3 separate regions of the Mus musculus genome follow, and regions 2 and 3 are each linked to region 1. Evidence: chromatin contacts called from public promoter capture Hi-C data. All regions are on one chromosome and are shown on one strand. The core of a region is the stretch at or near the end of the contact, and the rest is flanking DNA. Distances in the headings are between cores, read along the strand shown.

Region 1 (3,141 bases), core at 343-2,842:
GTCCAGTGTCTGGCTGAGCGCTGTCTCCTCTCTCTGCTCCTTTCCTTCCCCAGAGGGCCTCACACTCTGCAAATCTCCTTATTCAGGACCTTTGACACCCAGAATCCTCATTAGGACTCCCAGAAAACCCAAGGCCTTATTTGTTTGTGTCTAGGCTCCGGTTTTTCCATCCCTTCTCCCTGCTATTCATCTTCTTTCCTCAGATCTGCTCCCCCTCCTGATGTAGGCATCTGTGGCCTTCTCCTGCCTTCTTTCTGGTCCCCCAGTCTCATCTTTGCCCATTTGCCCCACTCTCTGGACGACTCTCTGGACCGGCCCTCCTCTTTGCTCACCAGCGGTGTTTGTCTATCTTGGCACTGTTCTCCGTTTCCACTTCTAAATTCCTCCCCACCCCAAACGACAAGGAACTTTCCCCTCTGGTGTGAAATTTCTGCCACGTGGGCTTAAGGTCCCCTGTTTAAGGTTGATGGGCCCTCTAGATAGCGGTGGCGGGGAAATTGGCTCCTGCTTCGGAATGTCCGCACCACCTGTCCCTCTGCACTCCTGGGGCACGTCGGGGGGCCTCTGCCCCAGGCCAGAGCAGCAGAGGCTGCCGCCCGCTGCCAGCCGCTTGGCTTGATGAATGGAGCTGTCCCTCCTCCCCACGAGGCCTTTGATCTCCCCCCGTGGGGAGGGGGTCAGGGGCATCAAAGACATTTTTGTGGCATTAGAGAATCAGATAAACGCCATCTCACCTGCAGCTGGCTCTCCCACCCCTTCTGCCCTGGCCAAGTTGGGGGAGGAACTTGAGGCTCCAGGAACCCGCGGACAAGTGAGACCTGACCACAGCCAGCGCTGACCCCTCTTCTCTTGGAAGTCAGCAACCTCGGCCCTCCGCCACGTTTATGAGTAGCGAATACTGGAGCGCAGGCCCTGGAGAGGTTCCACTTGCTGTCTTATCTCCCCCACACTGTCCGCCCCCAACATCGGCTGGCTGCGGCTGCAAGGCTAGGGAGCTAGAACCCAGGCCTCGGGCTCGTTCCCTTGCTGGGACAGAGGCTGAAGAAGGGGCAAAAGACGCGGGAGTTGGTAACGCCTCCTAAGTTCGTTGGGCTGGCGATCCAGTTGGACAGCCTTCTACCGAGCATCCTGCGCCCCCGGCCGACTTCCTCCCTGGCCCCCATCTGTATATCCCTACGTACTGTTCCCTCCCCCCAAACTCCCTCATTCCTGGGAAGTTTTCTCTCTTTACAGTCAACAAACCTGTCAAACGTCTCCCAGCCAGTCCCCCTTCCCCAGTTCTTCCTCCCTCCCCCCCTTACCCTTCTCGACTATTCATCCCGCCCCTCCATGCCCCAGGTCCAGGGATGGCAGGGGACAACCCCGCAGAGGCTAGGAGAGGGGCAGGCGGGCGGGACCCGCACCCGTGAGCGCGCGGCCCCGCCCCAGCACCCGCCCTCCGCTGCGCTCTGCGCCCGCCGCCCCGGGGCGCACGGCTCCCTCCCAAGAGTCCCGCCGCCTGACTGTCGCAACTGCCACCCCCGTGGCCCCCCTGTCCCCCTCCCCCGCCCACGCTTCGGCCCCGCTCCCCTCCCACCCCCGCCCCCGGCTCTGATTTCTTCTCTCCAGCGAGCTCCGCAGGAGACACAGGCGCTGGCTGCTGGGTCCGCTCTCCGCCTCCGCCGCGCCCTCCTCGCCCGGGATGGGCCCCCCCGCCGCCACCGCCGCCGGAGCCCTAGTCTCCGGGCCGCCGCCTCGGTCGCCGCGTTTGCCCTGAAGCCCGGTGCCCGCGCGCCCCGGCTCACCCCGCAGCTTCACTCCCCACCCCCAGCCGCCTCCCCGGCCAGACTGCGGTAGAGCTCTCAGGATGCTGCCGCCGGTGCCCTCCCGCCTCGGACTGCTGCTGCTGCTCTTGTGCCCCGCGCACGTCGATGGACTGTGGTGGTGAGTGCTGAGTGGGACTGTCTCCCGCGCAGCTCCAAACACCAGAGGGTGGGGACCCAGAGCCAGTCTTGGGACTTGGCACAGCGATCCTGCTGCCTTCAGGCTCTACCCGCTCCAGGATCCCAGCTATCGGGAGGTTGCACCGGGACCCTCGCAGACAGTTCCTTTCGGGTCTCTGCCCGAGCACTTCTGAAGTGCCACTTTGACGTTCTGTACCCCTGGATACTCTATTGTGTTTTCTTCCCGTATAGTCTTCCTTCCCCCAAAGAAATGTGTCCAATTCGCATCATCAAGGAGTTGGCAGATAGGTAGGGAAGAGCTGTTGGACATCATGAAATCCATAGTGAGAGATTGGGTGAGAACGGGGTGAGGAGGGGTGGGGACGGGCGAGAAGGGCCCTCGAGCTAGATTTGGGGAACAGACAGGAACAAGGTGGAAAGCTCTAAGACAGAGAGAGTCAAACGGCTGCCTCTTGCCCGCGCCTCATTGCCTACCACCTCACCATTGCTGGCCCCTTCAGCATTGGCAGTAGTACAGGAATAGGGAATGCAAATGGGGAAACTGAGTCAGGACTCTGACTTCTCTGCTTTTCCCATAGCGAGTAAGAAAGACAGAGGGGAGATCCCGGAGGCCCTCTCTTCCAGAACTGGGAAGTAAGGAATTTTTTTTTTTTTTTTAATGTGTAGCGGAGGAGGTGTAGGAACTCTTGAGAGCGATCTGATGAAGCCAGTAGGAGCCTGGCCAGCCGAGAGATGGGGTAAATTCTCAGATCCGAACTCTGGGATTTAGCCAGAGCAGACACCTAGACTTCGAGGGTTTCCAAAGCTTTGAGCCTTGAGGGGAAGGACAGAGGAGGGGCAGCGGGGGTGGGGGGCGCCAGGACAACTCAGATCCAAATCTTCAAGACTTTTTTCCTCTTAGTTTTTTAGAGCCACAAACACCCGCCCGGAATAGTTCAGTGTTCAGAGAGGAGGAGGAGGGATTTGGGCAAGAGTGCTGATAGATTAGCCAACCCTAAGAAAGCAAGGACTTCTACATTTGCATATAGCCCCGCCATTGGCTGAATTTCTACCCTCTCAGCCCTCTCACCCGCCTTCGCGGCTTTGGACCCAGGGGTGGGGCAGGCCCATCCCTCTCTTCAACAGAGATTGAGTACTATGCCCACACAGGAAGCTGCTGGCCGCTATCCTTCCGCGACGCGGGAAAGACATCCTCGTG
Region 2 (3,141 bases), core at 284-2,783, 83 kb after region 1:
TGGAAGCCAGCTTGAATGTGACACCACACACACACACACACACACACACACACACACACACACAGAGAGAGAGAGAGAGAGAGAGAGAGAGAGAGAGAGAGAGAGAGACAGGCAGACAGGCAGACAGACAGACAGGCATACAGAGACACAGAGACTGAGATCCAAGAACAATTCTAAGAATTGTTACAGAATGGATAGTTACCTCTCTGCCCACCAAACCAAACCCCCACACCAATGCCTAAGGTTCACTAAGACTCCTGGAAGGGAAGCCACAGACAGCAGACTGGAGGGTCCTACAAGACACACTGAAGTGGCCCAGGACAAGCGGTTCTCACAACCTGCCGATAAGGCTCAAAGTCTGGGATCAAGGCCTATGTGGTCCGTAGCAGGAATGGAGGGGTCCAGAGAAACCGGCAGCTCCCAGTATAATAGCTGGCAGCTGGAGTGGGAACAGCTAGAGTCTGAGCACAAGGAAGCTGTCTACTGGTTAAAATCCATCTCAACTAGGACCCCGGATCTTGACTGGAAGTTGAGCCAACCGATTTCCACACAGTAGACCCCAGACTGGGGCCTTCAACTAAACCAATTTCCAGAGTTCCCTGGAGTCCAACCATCCATCACGCATGCAAGGGTGAGATGAATGTGTTGTTGGGACAACCAATCAAAAATGAGCTGTCCAGGGGTCAGAGTCAGAAGCAGGGAATCAAGTACAGACTCATTAGGTTGTCTTTAGACTTCCCCCTGTTCCTGCTCCGTGAAGCAAAGACACACATCCTTCCCTCTGCCAAGGAGAAAGGGTGCATTTGCTCGGTTGCTCAGAGTCTCACACACTAGCATTCTCTTACAGATCAGGAATGAGCCTGCAGCAGTCTCCTCCACCCCACCCTACCCCCGTCCCCAAGGGGGGGGGGGCGATGAAGAGGATAGCAAGCGGACATCCAGATGGGCGAAGCCGGAAGGTGCAACTGGGGTGTCTCGATGAGGGCAAGCTGCCATATTGCCCACTAAACAAACTCAAAGGTGAGCGAATGATAGGCTGTTCCCATGGCTTCTATACTGCGGCTTGGACCCAGTGTATCACAGTGTATCAAAACATTCAGACCCATGGTCTTGGGATCTGGAGGAAGAGATGGGAAGGACCATTTTCACCTCACTTCAACCCCCTGCTCAGCCAGAAAAAGAGACCTCAGAATCACACACACCCCCTCTCTCCTTTTCCTCCTTTCCCCCCTTTTCCCCCTTTGGGAAAAGGTAAGGGACTGAAGACTCCAGGCGGTGGGTAAGGCGGTACAGTAGATTAGTATGCAACATCCTATTGGTTAGAGGAGCTGCCGATCAAAGAAAACTAGAGTCAGGATTGGCTGCGTGAGGCGGGGCGCGGCGTGGCGAAAGAAGGGGCCCAAGGGGTGGGGCTGACGCTGCAGCTGGCGCAGCTTCGGCTCAGAGCAGCCGCCGCGGCGCAGCAGAGCGGCTCCATCCCCCGCCCGTCCGCGCGCCCGGGCCGGGGCTAGGCCCCCCACCGCCGGGTCCCCCGGGGCTGCAGCAGCAGCGGCGCCGCCCGCGGTTCCCGCTGGGGCCCGGGCGCCGGCCCCGCTCTGCAGGATGGGCACGGTGCTGTCGCTTTCCCCTGCTTCCTCGGCCAAGGGCCGGAGGCCGGGAGGGCTGCCGGAGGAGAAAAAGAAGGCGCCGCCCGCGGGGGACGAGGCGCTGGGGGGCTACGGCGCGCCGCCGGCCGGCAAGGGCGGCAAAGGCGAGAGCCGGCTCAAACGGCCGTCCGTGCTCATCTCGGCGCTCACCTGGAAGCGCCTAGTGGCAGCCTCGGCCAAGAAGAAGAAAGGCAGCAAAAAGGTGACGCCCAAGCCAGCGTCCACCGGTCCCGACCCTCTGGTCCAGCAACGCAACCGCGAGAACCTTCTCCGCAAGGGCCGCGACGGCCCCGACGGTGGCGGAACAGCCAAGCCCCTGGCCGTGCCGGTGCCCACGGTGCCCACGACCGCTGCCACCTGCGAGCCCCCGTCGGGGGGCAGCGCAGCCGCCCCTCCACCAGGCTCAGGCGGGGGAAAGCCGCCGCCGCCGCCACCCCCAGCCCCGCAGGCGGCACCGCCGGCGCCCGGAGGCTCGCCGCGGCGGGTCATCGTGCAGGCGTCTACCGGCGAGCTGCTCCGCTGCCTCGGCGACTTCGTGTGCCGACGCTGCTACCGCCTCAAGGAGCTGAGCCCCGGCGAGCTGGTGGGCTGGTTCCGCGGCGTGGACCGCTCGCTGCTGCTGCAGGGCTGGCAAGACCAGGCCTTCATTACCCCCGCCAACCTGGTGTTCGTGTACCTGCTGTGCCGGGAGTCGCTTCGTGGGGACGAGCTGGCGTCGGCCGCGGAACTGCAGGCCGCCTTCCTCACCTGCCTCTACCTCGCCTACTCCTACATGGGCAACGAGATCTCCTACCCGCTCAAGCCGTTCCTCGTGGAGCCCGACAAGGAGCGCTTCTGGCAGCGCTGCCTGCGCCTCATCCAGCGGCTCAGCCCGCAGATGCTGCGACTCAACGCCGACCCCCACTTCTTCACGCAAGTCTTTCAAGACCTCAAGAACGAGGGCGAGGCCGCGGCGAGCACCGGGGGTCCACCGAGCGGAAGCAGCGCGTCCACCACCTCCTCCTCGAGCGCCAGGGACAGCTGCGCGACCGGAGCCAAGCACTGGACTATGAACTTGGACCGCTAGGGATTCCCAGGGGCCGCGCCCGCCCCCCGCCCCAGCCCCTCACACACACCCGGAAACCCCGGGACCATCAAGCCACCGTCGCTATTACCGCTGCTCTATGCCCAGGCTGGGCCGAGGAGGAGCCGCCCCTGCCCCACAGGGGAAGGTGGAGGCTAGGACGCCAGAGGCCGCGGTGTCTGGATTTACTGGGCGTGGGGTGGGCGTGGGGGATGATCGCGGGAAGTGCACCCCCAACTTCGTTCACCCTTTCCGTCTGTCTGCGCCTCCATCTTTCCATTTCTGCCCTGGTCTCCCTCTTTCCTGCTGTGGGCATCTCAAAGTCCACCACCCTGGGTTTTGTCCAGTCCCTCACCTTTCTGTGTCTTCGTCTTACCTCCTGTCTGCAGCCCCCGCCCCCGCCCCCGCCTGTCCATTGGCATTCCCTGGGCT
Region 3 (3,141 bases), core at 286-2,785, 73 kb before region 1:
TTGGGAATGAGCCAAGAGTTGCTCATGACTCCATGATGTGGTGTAGGGCAGGTGAGAACCCTGTGTGTAAAGGTGAGAGCGGCAGAGCTGAGCACGAGTCCCAAGACCCTGAGTGTTCCTTCCTGAACTCAGCCTGCTCCCTTAAACTTACTGCTTCCTTTGTTATAGTGGTCTCTGCCAACATCGCTCATGACTACCTCAAAGGGTGATGGGACACCAAATTCCGCCAGCAAGTCACGGTGAGTACTAGTTCAGCAAGAGAAGGTTTATGGAGTTGGGGAGTCTCTTTCCTCTTTCCCCAGATCATGACAGTAAGAGGAACTCTCCACCTGGAGGTTGGTAGGAGTGTCAGAATCTGCAGCCACATCAACAGCCACAGTATCCTCCCGTGCTGTGCTAGTCTTAGCCTCAGCTCTGTTTTCCCCTTCAGAAAGAAGAGCGCCTCTGAGGGAACCACACTGTCCTCTGAAGACAGGTCAACACCCAAGTCTAAGAAGAGTCAAGCTGGCCTGTCTCCCATATCCAGGAAGACTTTGTCCTCAAGGAGCAATGAGAACACCAGCAAACAGTCCAAGCGCTCTACCCCGGGGTTACCTGTCCTCAAGTACTCTGGGCAGAGTTCCAGACTTTCTGCTGCTTCTGCTTCCCAGTCAGTCACTGACTCCCGCTTGACTGCTGTGAGCTCGTGACTGGTCCTGCACAGGAGCACTCAGCTACCTCAAGGGAACCAGCCTGCTGACCAGCCTGAGCCTCTACCCCGCCTCCACTTTGCCCCTCATCAGAGTATTTTTGAAGTGGTTCTATTGTAGATATGGGCATCTGGAGGGCTGGAAGGGCGATGGTGATGGGGAGAAGGTGAGGAAGGTTCGCCCTCTGTCACCTTACTGTCTGGCTAGCACCTCATTTCTCAGTAGAGAAGACAGTGACAGTCAAGCAGCTTTATAAAGCAGGGTTTGGTTTCTACACTGAGAGCCATGTGTGATTTATTTGAGGCCCTGGTACAGGGCTGGATTGTAGTTTAAGAGGAGAAAACATGCTAAACATTGAAGTCTCTTGTTCTGTAAATGAGAGGAATTCTTTGAAGGTCCTGATTTCCTTAGGACCTCTGTCCTCTACTTATCCTTGTCTTGAAGAGACAGTTTTAGAAACCTTCAGACTTCTTCAAAGACAAGCAAGAAGAAACCATGACAGGCTACACCCATTTCCTGGCCTCCTGGCCTTGGGTGACCTCCACACCATATCCATTTAAGCTTCCACCCCATCAGTAGCTCTCCATCTTCTGGGAGTCTCTAGGGCTCCAGTGAAGGATCCTGATCATTTTAGTTGCTGCTGTGTAGAGGAGGGTGGAATGCGCTGTGCTTTCCTCAGTGTGGGCAAATCTTGTAGTCTCTTTTACTTTTAGCAGGGTTTGTGCCTTGGTGGGTCACTCTTATAGAATAGGCTTCTCATCTCTGACAGCTAATACTCAGTGGCATCTACCTCCCCCAGGACTCAGTCCACACTGAGCACTGAGTAAACACTGACTGAGTGAACTGTGCATTCAGATCTCCAAGGACACTGGCCCCTGAAGCACTACTGTTCTCCCCAGTGTGAGGAAGTAGAGCCAAGGAAGGAGGCCAAGATGAGACAGTTTGGATTGGAAGAGGTTTCACTAGAACCATGGTCCTCCTTAGCCTAGTGTTCCCCAGCACTCACCTCCTGGGACCTGTGGTCTCTAATTTTCACAGCAGAGGGGCCTTGTATCTGATAAGCAAGATTTGTCCTTTGTGACCATCTCTGCTAGCATTTTCCTCATTCTTCTGAGTTTTGGAAAGAGGAAGACTTCTTTCTTTCCACATGACTCCTAGAGCCCTTGACCAGTTGGCATGGAGCCCTGGAAAGATGACCTAACTGGGTTCAAGGTCACAGAATGGGTGAACATGACAGTCAGTCCTAATGCTGTGTTGACAGTTGTGAAGAAAGCTGGATAGCAAAGTCCTAAGCCGTGCTTCCTGCTTAATGATAAAGGCTTCAAAGTCAGACAGTGGAGAGTCCAAGCTGTACTGGAAAATCTGTTCTGATATCAACAGCCAACACCCTCTTGTCCTGGTTACAGTATCCTAGTGCACATGTGACAAAGAGGCCTGTTTTAGCTGATTCACTCCTTCAAAGTAGACTCTTAATTCCTCAGCCTGCCTCTGAGAGTCTCCCATCATAGTTTCCAACTCTGTAGCTGCAGAAACAGGCCAACACTGACCAGCCCACTAGTTGCCTGGAGTCCACCAGACTTGGGGACCCCTTGATGAGACACAGCAGTATACTGGCAGTTCTGTTTTGTGTTCTGGGGTGATCCAGCCTTGCCTGGGACTTGTAATCTTTGCCTCAAAAATGCCAGATTGTCTGGGTGTGTTGCGCCCAGCTAAATACACAGTATTCAGTCTTCGTTACATTTGAAGGCTGGTGAATCTGTTTGCTAGTTGGAGAAAAAGATAGGGCTTGTATATCACATTTCATTTTCAAGAGTGTAATCTTAAGTTATTTCACATGCATGTTTTAGCACTGGCTAGTCAACAATAGATAGCATTCGGCTGAATGAGGACTTTTAAAGTAAAAGCTTTTGAAAGTTTTAAATTTGTAAGTGTACTTGAATACAATTTATCAGTACATCAGATGTTTTTCCAAGTTGGTAAGTTACCCAGCCTCTGGAGGAAGGCTCCTGAGACAAGGAATAAAGTCGTCTTTTCCTTTATAATGGAACGTGAGACCTACCCTGCAGGGTTGTTTAGTAAGCTAAGCCAAAGTATTGGGGATTGCAGTTTCCGTTTGTTGGTTTATTGTCCAAACATTGTTCTGTGAAAGAAATGTAAAAAAATCTTTCCTTGAAACTGAGTATGATAGCTCATACCCTTAATCCTAGCACTCTGGGAAGGCAGGAGTGGGTTGATAAAACCTCTCCTTTAAAGAAAAGAACAGCTACAGAAGTCTCAGAAGAGGCCAGAGCAGTGTCTATACCTATCACCCTTCACTCAGAGCTTGCCGAAGCACAATTTTCATAATTCCCTCTAATCTTTATCGTTCCAGCGGGAGTCTCTTGTCTGGCTTCATCTTTATAGCATCCCAGGAAAGGGAACATTAAACATAAATGTGTGTGAAGTGATAGTT

Evidence for each region. Promoter capture Hi-C pulls out the DNA fragments that hold promoters and counts their contacts.
Region 2: a promoter capture Hi-C map of embryonic stem cells shows a contact between it and region 1, with 28 read pairs. The contact joins the promoter of Cdk5r2 here to the promoter of Wnt6 in region 1. A contact is called at or near these places in 13 of 39 promoter capture datasets (the 3T3-L1 cell line, the C10 cell line, the HPC-7 cell line and 5 more), 6 of 15 datasets of contacts at CTCF or cohesin (embryonic stem cells, large pre-B cells, pro-B cells and 1 more), 39 of 484 Hi-C or Micro-C datasets (B cells, LSK cells, the N1E-115 cell line and 11 more), 12 of 115 datasets of contacts at active chromatin or transcription factors (astrocytes, embryonic hindbrain, embryonic midbrain and 2 more) and 4 of 9 other capture datasets (adipose tissue, embryonic stem cells, liver and 1 more).
Region 3: a promoter capture Hi-C map of liver shows a contact between it and region 1, with 2.3 times the contacts expected there. The contact joins the enhancer-like site here to the promoter of Wnt6 in region 1. A contact is called at or near these places in 9 of 39 promoter capture datasets (the 3T3-L1 cell line, 3T3-L1-derived adipocytes, the C10 cell line and 5 more), 1 of 15 datasets of contacts at CTCF or cohesin (the NIH/3T3 cell line), 5 of 484 Hi-C or Micro-C datasets (the C10 cell line, colorectal tumor organoids, extraembryonic endoderm stem cells and 2 more), 2 of 115 datasets of contacts at active chromatin or transcription factors (the SCID.adh cell line and bone marrow-derived macrophages) and 3 of 9 other capture datasets (adipose tissue, liver and pancreatic islet).

What each region holds. Positions count from the first base shown.
Region 1 is chr1:74,770,300-74,773,440 of GRCm38.p6, forward strand. Wnt6 (wingless-type MMTV integration site family, member 6) reads left to right here and starts at 1,593. Exons shown (of 4, transcript NM_009526.3): 1 at 1,593-1,923. The coding sequence starts at 1,847.
Region 2 is chr1:74,853,496-74,856,636 of GRCm38.p6, forward strand. It overlaps Cdk5r2 (cyclin-dependent kinase 5, regulatory subunit 2 (p39)), which reads left to right and starts at 1,534. Exons shown (of 1, transcript NM_009872.3): 1 at 1,534-3,141. The coding sequence starts at 1,603. The coding sequence ends at 2,712. Gm16582 (predicted gene 16582) reads left to right here. Exons shown (of 4, transcript NR_151618.1): 2 at 848-1,020.
Region 3 is chr1:74,697,011-74,700,151 of GRCm38.p6, forward strand. It overlaps Ttll4 (tubulin tyrosine ligase-like family, member 4), which reads left to right. Exons shown (of 20, transcript NM_001014974.2): 19 at 169-239; 20 at 431-3,141. The coding sequence ends at 689. Among named protein-coding and RNA genes, the nearest start is that of Cyp27a1, 15 kb to the right of the region's middle. Within about 2 kb of position 1,536, at least 25 of the 459 cell types and tissues checked have an H3K27ac peak or open chromatin away from gene starts, as enhancers often do. A contact at or near this core is called in adipose tissue, bone marrow-derived macrophages and liver, where this site is marked.